4 separate regions of the Mus musculus genome follow, and regions 1, 3 and 4 are each linked to region 2. Evidence: chromatin contacts called from public ChIA-PET and HiChIP or PLAC-seq data. All regions are on one chromosome and are shown on one strand. The core of a region is the stretch at or near the end of the contact, and the rest is flanking DNA. Distances in the headings are between cores, read along the strand shown. Region 1 overlaps Myh10 (myosin, heavy polypeptide 10, non-muscle). Region 2 overlaps Pik3r5 (phosphoinositide-3-kinase regulatory subunit 5). Region 3 overlaps Stx8 (syntaxin 8). Region 4 holds the start of Stx8 (syntaxin 8).

What was found. ChIA-PET counts read pairs in DNA pulled down with a chosen protein or histone mark. HiChIP or PLAC-seq counts read pairs in DNA pulled down with a chosen protein or histone mark.
Region 1: a contact with region 2 is called in an H3K27ac HiChIP or PLAC-seq map of the NIH/3T3 cell line, with 4 times the contacts expected there. The contact joins two enhancer-like sites. A contact is called at or near these places in 1 of 15 datasets of contacts at CTCF or cohesin (the NIH/3T3 cell line) and 3 of 115 datasets of contacts at active chromatin or transcription factors (the NIH/3T3 cell line, large pre-B cells and memory CD8 T cells).
Region 3: an H3K27ac HiChIP or PLAC-seq map of large pre-B cells shows a contact between it and region 2, with 3 times the contacts expected there. The contact joins two enhancer-like sites. A contact is called at or near these places in 1 of 484 Hi-C or Micro-C datasets (embryonic stem cells) and 2 of 115 datasets of contacts at active chromatin or transcription factors (the NIH/3T3 cell line and large pre-B cells).
Region 4: a contact with region 2 is called in an RNA polymerase II ChIA-PET map of memory CD8 T cells, with 10 read pairs. The contact joins the promoter of Stx8 here to the enhancer-like site in region 2. A contact is called at or near these places in 13 of 39 promoter capture datasets (3T3-L1-derived adipocytes, the C10 cell line, the HPC-7 cell line and 7 more), 10 of 115 datasets of contacts at active chromatin or transcription factors (bone marrow-derived dendritic cells, embryonic forebrain, embryonic midbrain and 5 more) and 3 of 9 other capture datasets (adipose tissue, embryonic stem cells and liver).

The regions. Positions count from the first base shown.
Region 1 is chr11:68,717,808-68,721,238 of GRCm38.p6, reverse strand. The region is part of intron 2 of Myh10 (myosin, heavy polypeptide 10, non-muscle); the gene reads right to left. Among named protein-coding and RNA genes, the nearest start is that of Myh10, 28 kb to the right of the region's middle. Within about 2 kb of position 1,943, at least 33 of the 459 cell types and tissues checked have an H3K27ac peak or open chromatin away from gene starts, as enhancers often do.
Region 2 is chr11:68,449,930-68,453,353 of GRCm38.p6, reverse strand. The region is part of intron 1 of Pik3r5 (phosphoinositide-3-kinase regulatory subunit 5); the gene reads right to left. Among named protein-coding and RNA genes, the nearest start is that of Pik3r5, 20 kb to the right of the region's middle. Within about 2 kb of position 1,968, at least 64 of the 459 cell types and tissues checked have an H3K27ac peak or open chromatin away from gene starts, as enhancers often do. A contact at or near this core is called in adipose tissue, memory CD8 T cells and regulatory T cell precursor, where this site is marked.
Region 3 is chr11:68,015,576-68,018,867 of GRCm38.p6, reverse strand. The region is part of intron 5 of Stx8 (syntaxin 8); the gene reads right to left. Among named protein-coding and RNA genes, the nearest start is that of Stx8, 51 kb to the right of the region's middle. Within about 2 kb of position 1,312, at least 13 of the 459 cell types and tissues checked have an H3K27ac peak or open chromatin away from gene starts, as enhancers often do.
Region 4 is chr11:67,964,743-67,967,718 of GRCm38.p6, reverse strand. Stx8 (syntaxin 8) reads right to left here and starts at 1,261. Exons shown (of 8, transcript NM_018768.3): 1 at 1,202-1,261. The coding sequence starts at 1,218. Cfap52 (cilia and flagella associated protein 52) reads left to right here and starts at 2,077. Exons shown (of 14, transcript NM_027963.2): 1 at 2,077-2,197. The coding sequence starts at 2,128.

The DNA.
Region 1 (3,431 bases), core at 694-3,193, 270 kb before region 2:
CCAAAAACAACATGGTTATTTAAATAAGAGATCTTTATCCGTCAGACAACTCATCTTATCTCCCAAGTTAAGTCATCTCACCTGGACAATTTCCTACACAGTCCACGGAGTTTAACAGCATTTACTTAGGGCACTCTCCTGAAATCAATTCTGTGAATGACCCTCCCCTGTAAAATGCACACACCACACAGTTCACAACTTCAACAGCTCACAACCATATCATCAGCCTTTGCTGTCCCCAATTAATCTCTCACAAACACACAAGTTAAAAAAAACTTGTTGCAGGGCGTGGTAGCGCACGCCTTTAATCCCAGCACTTGGGAGGCAGAGGCAGGCGGATTTCTGAGTTCGAGGCCAGCCTGGTCCTACAAAGTGAGTTCCAGGACAGCCAGGGCTACACAGAGAAACCCTGTCTCAAAAAAAACAAAAACAAAAACAAAAAAACTTGTTAGTGTTATTTAGACTCCAAGTTACAGTTAATCTTTAAAATACCATTTGCTAAGTTTGAGTATAATGCCAAGCAAGAATACTCCCAACTTATCTGAAATGTGATTAAAATATCCCTTTAAAATGTTCTTTGTAGAGTTGTTTAATCCTAGGGGTTTGAATGTTTTGCTTGCACATTTGTATACACGCCATGTGGATTCCTGGTGCCCATGGAGGTCAGAAAAGGGCATCAGATCCCTTGGAACTACAGTTAAGATGGTTGTGGGCAAATCACAATGGATGCTGGAAATCAAACCAGAAGAGCAACAAATGCTCTACACTGCGGAGCCCCCAAATTCTCAAACATCTGCATAAAGCCAAATTTCTTTCAAGTAACTTCACAAAAAATAGAATACAGAAGCAAATATGAGAATCCAACTCTTTTGCTAAGATATTGAAGGAATTTACAAAAAAAGAAAAAAAAGTATTTACTTTGCAGCTCTTTTGGTATTAAAATTTTTTCATAAAAAATAACTTAACTTTATATGGGTTTATCACTTTAAAATGTGATAATAAACATTGAGTTTTGTACTTTTAAGTATGGTAAACATTGTCACAATAACCCAAATGCTCCTCAGTAATCTATGGCCTGGATTACAAGACTTCAGGAAACCTTCCTGACCACATGGTAGCCTTCATTCAGAAATGACAGTAGGGCTGAAGAGATGGCTCAGCGACTAAGAGCACTGGCTGCTCTTGCAGAAGACCTAGGTTCAATTCGAAGTACCCACGTGGTGACTCACAACCATCTATAACTCTAGTCCCAGAGGATCTGATGCCCTCTCTGAAGTCCTTCCTCAGGCACTCAGCCCACACGTGGTGTACATAAATACCATCAGGCAAAATACTCTCCACATGAAATAATAAAATAGCATACATTTCAGAAAAGAAGAAAAAATGGCATGCTAGACACTTCTCTTCATCTTTTCAGACCGACTTCTGACAATATTCTATAAAACTCACTACTGAAAAAAACAAAGATAGGGAAACCTGCTGGCTCCAGATATGTTCCCTGCTCCAGATGTGCCAGGCCACTGGGGACTGTGGCATTTGGAAAGGACACTCTTTTTGGCTGTATATGAGACAGACCTTTTAGTTGGTTAGCCCAAATAACCAGCAACATGATGCTACAAAGAGCCAGAGAGATGAGTAAGTGGTTAAGAGCACTTGCTGCTCTTGAAGAGAGACTCTTCCAGTTCTCAGCGCCCACATAACAGCTCACAACGGTCTGTCACTCCAGTCCCAGGGGATCTAACACCCTCTTCTGGCCTCCACGGCACCAGGCAAGCACATGGTGCACACGCATAAAACACACAGCCAAAACACTCATACACATAAAATAAAGACACACAAATCTCTTAAAGAAGATGGGGGTGGCTGGCAGATTAGGAGTGTTGCTGAAGCTCTGTGGCCAGCTCCCCTGGGACAGCTGAGGGGACTGTAATGAACAGCTGTGTTCATAAGGCCTGAATCCTTGGCAATTGCTGCAGAAAGCCCTCTAGGGACCACTCTGCTTTGAATGCAGCAGTTACTAATTCTAAAACAAGAGGAAAGCTTGCCAAGACAATCCAAGTGACCAGACCATCTCTGTCACTGCTCTCTGGCTTTCCTTGAGGCTCTAATGCACTCTCAGAAGTGGGAAGCCAGTGAGATGGCCCCTGACTAGAGGCCACTGGTGTGACTTCATCTGACCTTATGTGGTTGCCTGAGACTGGATGGATCCATGGCTTGCCACTCTTGCTACCTCAGACTCCTGGCCTTGTTTGCCTAGACTCCGGCAACTTTAGCTTGCTCCTGGCCTTCCCAGACCACCCTCTTCCACTTTCTTCCAGGCAAGTCTTCCAATAATTAATCCAGTCTCAGACGACAAAAAACAAGCAAAGATAATAAAAATGACTTTACAGCAACAGAATAGCTACTGCACTATGAGGTGACTTTAGACCATGTATTCCAAAAAGCTGGAAGGAATTATGAGTATGACACATGTTTGTGATAGCTACAGTTGACATACACAAAGTATGCATAGATGGAAACATCATTGTGCTTTTAAAGTGTCCACTACAAAATAGACTTAATTTTATAAGTATTTTATTAAGGATGAACAAAGGAAGTCAAACTCAATTGTTAATGGGTTTATGTTATAACAGTAATAAGTTATAACCACATATTAATGAATTCTTAAATACAACATAATTTTTCAGTCAAAAGTTAGGTCATAGCCTGGCAAGATACTACAGCATCTGCACTTCAGGGGGTTTTGTTGTTGTTGTTATTGTTTTGTTTTGTTTTTATACAGGGTTTCTCTGTGTAGCCCTGGTTGTCCTGGACTTGCTTTGTAGACCAGGCTGGCCTTGAACTCATAGAAATCCACCTGCCTCTGCCTCTGCCTCTGCCTCTGCCTCTGCCTCTGCCTCCCAAGTGCTTGGAATTTAAGGCGTGCGCCACTGCATGTGGCCTTGCACTTTATGTTTTTAAGAGGTAAATAATTATAGAATGAAAAACAACAAAACCTTCAAAACTAAAATACACAAATCAGGAGCCACACTCTGCACTGTGGCTGGCAGAGGTAAGCCATTGGAACAGGACACATATTTAATCAGAACCAAGTCCAACATGTCTTAGGCAGTTTTCTGAGGACAAGGATTACAAAGTCTCACAAATATGAATTAAGTCATCAGAAAGAAAACATTAAATAATCATTAGCATCTCATGCTTGCCAAGGACAATGTAACAAAAGGCTAAACAGAAATCTTATTAAAGTATTAACTTTTGAGTACCTAAAAAAAATTAGATCAAATCGTTTTCCCCCACTGATCGTTATTAATACTGTATCTCTTCTGTCTTCCCTAGACATGTGGGTCTGCAAGTTCAGATAAATTTTAAGTATTTGAATGTGTACACAAGGTAGTAAGCACCTCCGAGAAGCTCGTGTTCTAGGTGTGAAA
Region 2 (3,424 bases), core at 719-3,218:
TGTGGGGGAGGGGCTGGAGAGATGATGGCTCAGGGCTAGGAACACTTGCTGCACTTCCTAGCATCCACAGAGCTGCTTCTGGCTTCCTCGGACACCAGGGATGTCAGTAATGCAAAGACACACGCTCAGCCCAAGCCCTTCTACACATAAAATAATAAAGTCAAATGAAATCGAGAGAGAGGGGCCTGGGAAACTACAGCAACAAGGTAAGTAAGCAGCGCACTATGGAAATACAATCGCTAACCATTGTTAAACCAGCTGATTTCTAAAGAAATGATGTAACTAACACATTAAATAACCAACCCAGCAGTCAGCCTAACTTCCACCACCACTCCAAAATGTTAAAAAAGCACAAATGACAAAAGCTATCTGCAAACGCTGTGGAGCGACGCACACAGGCACATCTGGACTTCTGTGGCTTACAAAGACGCAGGTGCTACTGATATGACTGTGGCTTATTGACTATGTTCATAATGAAAGGAAACACTAGCCTTCAGTTAGAAATGTCACCTGTCCTCCATCCTCTCTCATGGGCCCCAGGCACAGATGCAGGTGAGAATCTCTGCTCCTCCCCCTCTCCCACCCGCCCCGTAGCTGTGAAACCCTGAAGAATGAGGACATGGACCTGGGGGGCTGCTATCAGTTGTAGATGCTCACTGTGTCCTGAAGTCCTGGTATGACCTGGCTGCCCCTCTCCTTGTCCAGTCCAGAGTTCCCCCAGTCCATTTGCTTTCTGGTTTCTCCCCTAAACCAGTTCAATACCTCTGCCAAGCAACACCCCAGGGTGGTGTGGGTGAGTTTCTAACCACTCTCACTCACATCAGGCTTCTTATATGAGTTCAAAACAGCAGTCCCTGAGCCCGGCTCCCCTAGGGTGGAGTATGGTGTCAAGACTACAGCAGTGAATGAAAACTCAGGGGTAGATATCTGCAGAGAATGCAAGACAGGCAACAGCTCTGTCTGGACCTCTCATGATGGGCACAGACCAGCTCATGCCCCAGGGCCCTGCTTGGAGAGTGGAAGACAAGACAAGCTGGATAATTTCTGGGCCACTGCATCTTCAAAATGAGCAGGGCTTTTCACATTGTTATATTATGGGGTGAACAGCGGCAGCAAAGCAGTCTGAGTAAATCAACCACCAGACATCCTCAGCACTTACCCCTGACCTGAGGAGACTCAGGGAAAACCCCATAGGTGACTCTAGGAAACAGCAGCACTTTCTAGAACTTTCTTAAAGATCCAATGCACACACAACTACAATCTGTCTCCTCCATGTTTGTCCTCTGTATTCCAGACCCTTGGAAAGACTCTTCTCTTTCAGCTGCAGTGGTCCCACGAACAGAGAATGATATCTGAGAGTTCCTCCAGCTCCTATGTAGCCAGGCAGAGATGAAGCTCTTCCTGTGATGGTGATGTCATACGAGGAACAGCAGGAGGTCAGTGGTAGCCACTCCAGATGCCCAGCGACAGCAGGTCCCACAAGCAGAGGCAGCTTTATTTCTAGCCCAACCACAGTCAACGGGTGGGTGAATAGATCTGGGGCTGAGGCAGAGGGAGGCACACTCAGGTGCCTACTCCAGACCTTACAGAAGAAGTGGTCTAACTTGATATCCATCATCATGTTTCCATGGTTATCTCATCTGACCTGTCTCTGTATCAGTCCCTGGGACTAAAGGACGAGGCTGCAGAAGCCCAAGGAAGAAGAAAAGAGGAAGGTGGGCAGGCAACGATTGCTAAGAGACAGCATTGCGGGGCTGGGCTGCATGGCAACCTGGGCCTAACATAGATAAAAGGAACTCAAAAAACAAAAACAGAAAAGTCAAGATGCACACCGGCAGCCCCAGGGTTTCCTGTTTTTCTAACAAATCACTGATGATTTCCAAGAAAAGCAAGCTGTACTGCCCTGGCCCCGGCCCAGCCGCAGAATTTGCACATCTGGCCCGTGCTTCGAGAGCAGCCAGCGGTGGGCTGGGGCACAGGATGTGTCAGAACACCTCAAGACTCTGCAGCTTGAGGAGCAGGGCCAGGGGACTCCCTGCCACAGCCAGCTCGGCAGGCTTCAACCCATTACTATCTGCCTGTTCCTCCCACAGCTGCTTCAAATCCCGTCCAGTCACATTCGTCACATTACCTTCCCGTGTCAGCCTTAAGATAAAGAAACAGAAAGATCTCCATTCTCAGAGAAGCGTCTGGGGAGGGCTACGTGGGGGAGTCCCCCCACCCCCAGGCCAAACTACATTCCCTGGGAATTTCTAGTAAGATGGTGTAAGGGCTCCAGGAAAGACCACTGGAGCTGGGTTTCCTTGGCAACAGGAAGCAGATAAATTAAGCAGAAGCAAGGTCACTCAGGAAGCTTCCCACAAGGGGTCCCATCCTACCCAATCCCCAGCCTCACTGTCTGTCTGTCTGTTCTCACAGAGGTTTACAAGGCTCCCAAGTGCAGTCCTTGGAGGGATGGATGATCAGGCCCTGGTCTGGGGCTGAAGATCAACCTCCAGCCTTCTCTCTTGGCTTCCCCCAAGAAAGCGTGCCTGCTGCCTTCTGCCTGAACCCCTTCAGTAAGCTGCTTGTCTCCAGCAGAGCCCTTCCACATCCATCTCTTGCTGTTCTACCATCAAAACCCCACATTACTCTTCATGCACACTTTGACGCTCCGGGCCCTGGAAAAATGTCACCTTCCCTGTGGGGTCCTGCCAAGCCGAGGATTCCACTTTGCTCACTCAGGCTACAGGCAATCCACATCTAAGCAAGTCCAGCCTGCTGCCCAGCTCTGTCCTCCTGTACCTGTACCCCCAAAGAGGCACGACAGAGGCAGGATGTAGGCAGGGAGCTGCAGAAAGAGGAAAGGAGGGCATTTCGACGTCTTGTCCTTTCTGCCTTATTCCTATTTGGCAGGTACCTTAACTGGGGGGAATCTAATGACCACGCTACACACATAGACACATGCACCTTGCTGAGCCACATGAAACTGAGCTGCAGGCTGTGCATATCATGACTTGAATGTGGTCATACGTTACTTTCAACAGGGAAAGCACATCCTTAGGCTATGGTGTGGGGAATGCACCACTCGACAATTTGGTAGCCATGCAGACACCACAGGACACTAATGTGGGGAGAGAGCACAGGAGGCTACCTCTGGTGTGATACGGCATGCTGTCTGATAGTCAATATTTTTTGTAGGTAGAAGGAAGATACTCCAAGCTAATATTTAAAAGTAGACTATAGTCAATTCATAAGCCAGGAATAGTGACACAGATCACTTATTGTCATTATGGAGGTATTACCCCTTACATAGTTACGCACTTTGCCCTTCACATGATTAGTAGTACACCAGCATCATCACAAACCAGGGAGTAATGGGGTATGCTCCAGCTCTGGGACAGCCACATCACTAGGCAATAGAAAAATGTCAACTTCATTATAA
Region 3 (3,292 bases), core at 63-2,562, 430 kb after region 2:
GCTGTCAGCTAGGAAAAGACACTGAAGTGCTGACACTGTTTTTCATTCAGTCGGAATACAAATTGTTAGTAAAAAATAGCTACGCTCACCTTTTCTCCCAAGTTCGTCGTCTCCTAAAGTTCTCCCTAGTGCATATCAGGAAGGAGAGGAGAAACTCCCCTAGTCCTGTGATTGCCATCAACTAGAGCACCTCCTCACTGTGTAACTCTGGGATAATCAACTGTCATCCCACAGTCCAGACGCCAAAGCTGCTGGGCAGCTCAAAATGATCATGTCAATCACCCAAGCTCCTCTGAGCTATAAACAGACATTTCTAAGAGGCAATGGTTTCACCATTTAGTAATAATCAAAATAAAAGGCTGCTTCCAACAAAAATAAGCCAGGACTCACTGCAGACGATCGACTTACAAACAGCAGAGGTGGGACATTGTAACAGCTCATTCTCCATAATCCACCGCATTCTGTCACACGGGCCAAGGCTGAAGGCCGTGGTGCTGTGTCACAATGGGATGCTTGCAACATACCAGACCCTGAGTCGTTCTTCAACTTTACAGCGGTGTAGATTTTAAGACTGGATCACCGTGGAAAAAGGAAAGCATGTACATGCACATGCATGTGCATACATATACACTCAGACACATACACACACACACACACACACCAACACATCCAAGCTGTCCAGGTTTTAATCCTTGGAACCTGCAGCTATGCTACTTTCCATGGAGAAGGCAACCTTGCAGATGTGGTGAAGATGAAGGCGTATGATAGGAGATGAGGCTGCGGAATCTAGGTGGACCCAATACAATTCTATTAGCTCTGAGAAACAGAGGTTGCCCAGCCTGTCAGAGGGAGCCATGACAGAGGGTTAAAGAGATGCAGTTGCTGGCGTTGAAGACGGAGCTATGAGTCAAGGAAATGGGGATCTTCTAGAAGCCGCACAAGGCAATGGGACAGATTCTGCCCTTGGACCTCCAGAAAGGAAAGCAGCCAGCTGACACCTTGATCTGAGCCCCTGGAGACCCAAACTGAACTTCTGCCCTTCAAACTGTAGCGATGTGAGTAATGCACTATATGTGTGCTAATTTATTGTGGGAGCACTAAGACGATCATTTCTGAGGGTCCCCGTGGAGCCATTAGGTGTGGAGATACTTCCTATTTTAGACATTCAGGAAAACCATCCTCTAAATAAGAATCACTCAACTGTGGGAGGACAGTTTGGTGGTGGTAGATAAAAAACAAAGGGAGAGTCATCAGAAAGTATTATGCCAAAAATAACAAGCCCAATTCTAAGCAAGCCACTAAATCCTACCAATTTACAGAAAATATCTAGGTCACAGAATATGCTGAACAACATATGGGAAATGCACTGCAAGAACTAGCTAAGGGGAAACTACAGAGTAAACAATCCTGTTTAACAAAGAAAGTGCACAGGAAAATAAAATAGTTTGAAATAAGATCATTAATACTGTTAAAACACTTCAGAGATATACCTATTAGTGACAATGGATGGCCTACATTCATACCCTGAACCAAGGAGTCTAGAGGAAATACTACAGAGAGATAGGAAACTGTCTGGCTGTTTGATTGGACTGAGGAATTATTTCTCATTTGGCAGGCGTGGTAATTGCATTGTAGTCTTTAAAAACCAGTCCTGAGCACAGAGAGATGGCTCAGAGGTTAAGAGCGCAGGCTGCTCTTACAGAGGACTGGAATTCAGTTCCCAGCACCCACACTGGGCAGCTTATATTCACTTATAGCTCCAGCAGATCTGCCACTCTCTTCTAGACTCCATGGGTATCTAGATTATCATGTGCACATAGACACACACACAGAGATGTATACATAATTTAAAAAAATAAACATTTCTTTTTAAATGTCCTTATATTTTATAAACATATTTTATAGTATTTAGATAGAATATTCTCAAGTATTCACCATTAAAATGACATAATGTCTGGAGTTCACTATAAAAATAATCCCAGGGCATATGCATAAGGATCAGAGTTCAGTCCCGAGAGCCCACAGTGAAAGCTAGGTGTTATGGCATGTGCTTATTATCCACGTACTGGGGTAGCAGAGACAGGAGTCCTCTGGGTCTTGCTGACTAGCCGGCCTAGCTACCTGGCAGGCATCAGGTCCCAGTAGGAGCAAAAAGGTAGGCAGTTTCTGAAAAATGATACCCAAAGTGACCTTTAACCTTCACATGTGTGAAAAACATGGGAATGTGTGCCATATGTATATATACATATACACAATCCTAGAGGTGGGTATCTGGATACACACAGATAAAACCAAACTAGGTATGGGGAGATAATTACTGAAGCAGGATAAGGAAAGGAATACAAGTTACTCTAATACATTTGAAATTTCCCATAGCAAAAGATCATCACCATGTTAACAACAAAAAGGAAGAGGCTAGAAATGGGAATCAGCTGTAGAACGCTTGCCCAGCGTGCACAGGACCCTGAGGTCAGATTCCAGCAGAGGGACCAGGAAGTCTGTAGCAAATGCGCAAAGCTAGAAAGAACAGCTACAAAATAATGGAGACCAAGCTATGCTGACTTAGGAACTCCACCAACAGACTCCTAAGACAGCAGGAGGTGGGGAGGGGGTGATGGGAGCTGGGGAGGAGGCACACTTCACATCCTATAGTCTGACTTGGGTACAGTAGCCTGTACTGACCACTGTTTCCTTCCTCTGCTCTATCCTGATCCTCAGGAGGCAAACTTCCTGTCATCACCACAATTACCTCTGCTAAGGTCTATGTGTATCCCAAGCTACTGCTTAATTATTGGGCTAACCTTAGGTAACTGGCTGTCACAAGGCCTAGCTTCTAGGTTTAGCAAGAACGGTATTCACTGTCCTCAAGTCTATGATCTAGCAATAATTTGGGGATAATTTCCAGAGTACTTCTGTCTCCACACTAAAGTACAGAAAGGCTGTCATGGTTTGTATATGTTTGGCCCAGGGAGTGACACTATTACGAGGTGTAGTTGAATAGGTGGAATAGGTGTGTCACTGTGGGTGTGGGCTTTAATATCCTAGTCCTAGCTGCCTGGAAGTCAGTATTCTGCTAGCAGCCTTCAGATGAAGATGTAGAACTCTCAGCTCCTCCTGTACCATGCCTGCCTAGATGCTGCCATGTTCCTACCTTGATCACACTAGACTGAACCTCTGAACCTGTAAGCCAGCCCCAATTAAATGTTGTCCTTTTAAGAGTTGCCTTGGTCATGGTGTCTGTTCACAGCAGTAAAACCCCGAAGACAAAGGCCAAAATGCAATCAGAAATGGC
Region 4 (2,976 bases), core at 12-2,511, 480 kb after region 2:
TATGTACACTCAGATGATGCACTGATACACATTAAAAATCATGTTTTTAAGACTACCTTTTAAGGACATGGAGAAATGCTCCCTCCCTGCTTTGTAAAATACAAGCAGGATATAGATCCAAACAATAAATGCATTGGAAAAAAAGGTGAGCACTGATTGCTTCCGAGGGATAGGGGTGCTTTTTACTCCCTTCAGATACTCAGCAGTCTCTCAATTTTCTACCAGGGGTGTATACAATAGTTAAAACTTTAGGACAAAATTCAGCACTTGGCTGGGCTTGGTAGCAGAGCCACCATTTTGGAGACTGAAGCAAAAGGGTCAGGGATTCAAGATCAACTTGGGCTCCCCGAGACACTGAAAAACAAACCAACAACAAACAATTCAGCAACTGGCCCAAATAGCCTAGATCCCAGATAACTCTAATTCTGACCTTGGGATCCACTCTCTTAATATTCAAATTTATCTGCCATCAAACAACTACAAATTGTACCGGAAACACCACCATAAGGCATATTCTCCAACACAAACTTTATAGGAATGCAGTGTTATAAATTATTCATCAGGAAGGTCAGGACTTTATAGCAATTTGTTCCTTGTACAAAGATGTTTTTCATCATTCTCTCCTTGGGGTCTCTTTGCTGAATAAATGGACCTTATCAGGCACTTCCTACTTCGTGCTGACATAAGTCTTCATGCTACTGATGCAGGAAAAGTGCAAAATTTCCCCTCCCAATGTCCTACAAGTTTTCTGTGAAAAGCCCATAGCACCCGTGCCCAACTAGCTACTAACTGGTGACCATGGAGTGTGAACTTCAGTTTATAACCTTTCTGGGGATTACTGGGTGAAGGGATACCCCACCAAAAGGTTATTTTGACCTCACTTTTACAGGAGCCTGGGGAAGTCTATGCATGCAGTCAGCCACAAGCATGATGGGCAAGAAGCCCCAGAAAAGGGGGGCAAATATTCGATTGCTCAAGTCCCAGCTCCCCCAGGTCATAGCCTACCCTAGGACCACAGAGTTAGCACCGAGTAGGCAGTACGTGGCTGAGTCCCCTCAACAGGGGGAGGATTCTCGCTGATCTTCATCCCTAAGGCCGCCAGCCTCAAGCTCAAAGATGGGCAGGGTCTCTGCCAGTCCCTGGAAGCCAGTTCCACCCCCAAGTTAATCCCCATACTCTGCTGCCATCACCGGCAACTCACCAGGGGTCCGGGGCCATGGTGCAGTCTCCGCCCGCAGCTGGGACACTTCCTGCTCGTAGCAGCTGACTACGGCGGCCCGTGCGGCTCATTCCCCGCAGTTCGGAGAGTGCGCGACCCGAGCCCAGAGTTTGCAAAGTGAAACCTGTTTTAATTGACCTCAGAACGACGTCCCCGCTACCCAGAGCGCACCCCTAAGGGAGTGGGTAGCAAGAATCTATTTTTGTTAATTCACATGAATTGCTGGACGCAAGAAAAATAGTTAAATTGTTGAGCAGAATCAAAACATTTTCCCAGGGAATGGAAACGCGTCAACCCCGGCTCTCTGTATTTTTCTTCTTAATTCAAAACAGCAAGACAAGCTGGGTGTGATAACTCAAGCCTGGAATTCCAGCACTTGGATGGCTGAGGCAGGAAATATACATACAGGCAACATATGTACCATACATGCATGAATACATACATACATACATACATACATAAAAATAGTTGCATACTGTACTAAAACGTTTTTAGTGATTTTTTTAAATTTTTCTTTTAAAAAGAAGTATCAATGCCATGTTTTTTATAGCAACCTATTCATCATAGGCAATTCTCTGTGCTCAATTATTCTGTGTTCAATTATTTTTAATAATCATCACGAGGGGCTTAATTGTATAGTTTTTAAAAAGTCACAGACCTGTACACGGGAGAGGAGGAAATTTACCTTGTGCACTTAGCGTCAACCTACCACCTACATTTCCAGAATGGATAAAATACATACTAAGGAAGTCCTCCCAACATTTGCAAGAGGGGAAATCAACTCAAACACAGTGGGCTGGGTTTCTGCTCCTGCATGAACCTAGCACGCATGCGTGCGCCAGTTACCATGACGACCAGGAGACGCTGCACCCTGGAGTTGAAGAATCAATGAGCTGAAACTCTCCAGGATGGAAGAACAAGTTTTACCCGAGCTGGATGTAGCAGAACTGGAGCTTCAGGCTGTGATCGGCTTCAATGGTGAGACCTTGAGCAACCATGATTTGATGCCTCAGGGACAGTGAGACGCTGACCTGGTAGCGCCTGAGAGGCAGTGGGAATAGCGGCAAGAGTGTGGCCAGGCACCACCCGCCCCAGGATGGTGGCAGATCTGGGCCTCATTCCTGAGCCTCAGGAACTGGCATGGGTGTAAGAGCTCAGATAAAGCTCCTCCAGAGACCAAATGAGCCTAACTCGGTAGGAGTATGAATAAGGGTCTTTCCCAAAGTAAGAACTCAAAGGTTTAAGACCAGGATAGAAGGGAAGTAGGACATTAAGGGAGAAACCTTTTTAATTCTGGAGGGGCCTTCTTGTGGTGCTCACACTTTATTTGTGACTGTCGTGGTAAATATTGAGAGAGAAATGCTGTGATTGGGGGTCGTGTTTGGCGTGTAGCGAAAAGGCAAGGAGTTAAATTTTAGGGGGAAAATTGATTTTTTAAAACGAATGTAGTGCCTGAAAGCTTTACCGTTGAAAGGATGCGGTGCGGAACGATTACAGAGTAAATAAAGGTTTAAGCGCTCCTGGCATTAACTCTTGAGTCTTCGTTGCTCTGTGCTGCTTTAATTGAAAGCCAGCGTTTTCTGTATCTGAGCCAACACTGTCTGTAGAGATGGACAAATATTACCGATAAGAAGTGATCCCTGGAGAACTGCAAAAAAATATTCTGGTGAGCCGGTCAGTGCAAAGACACACAAGATCTGTGATTGATTTTTTTTTAAGTAATTTACTTTATGTGCATTAGTATTTTGCCCTGCCAT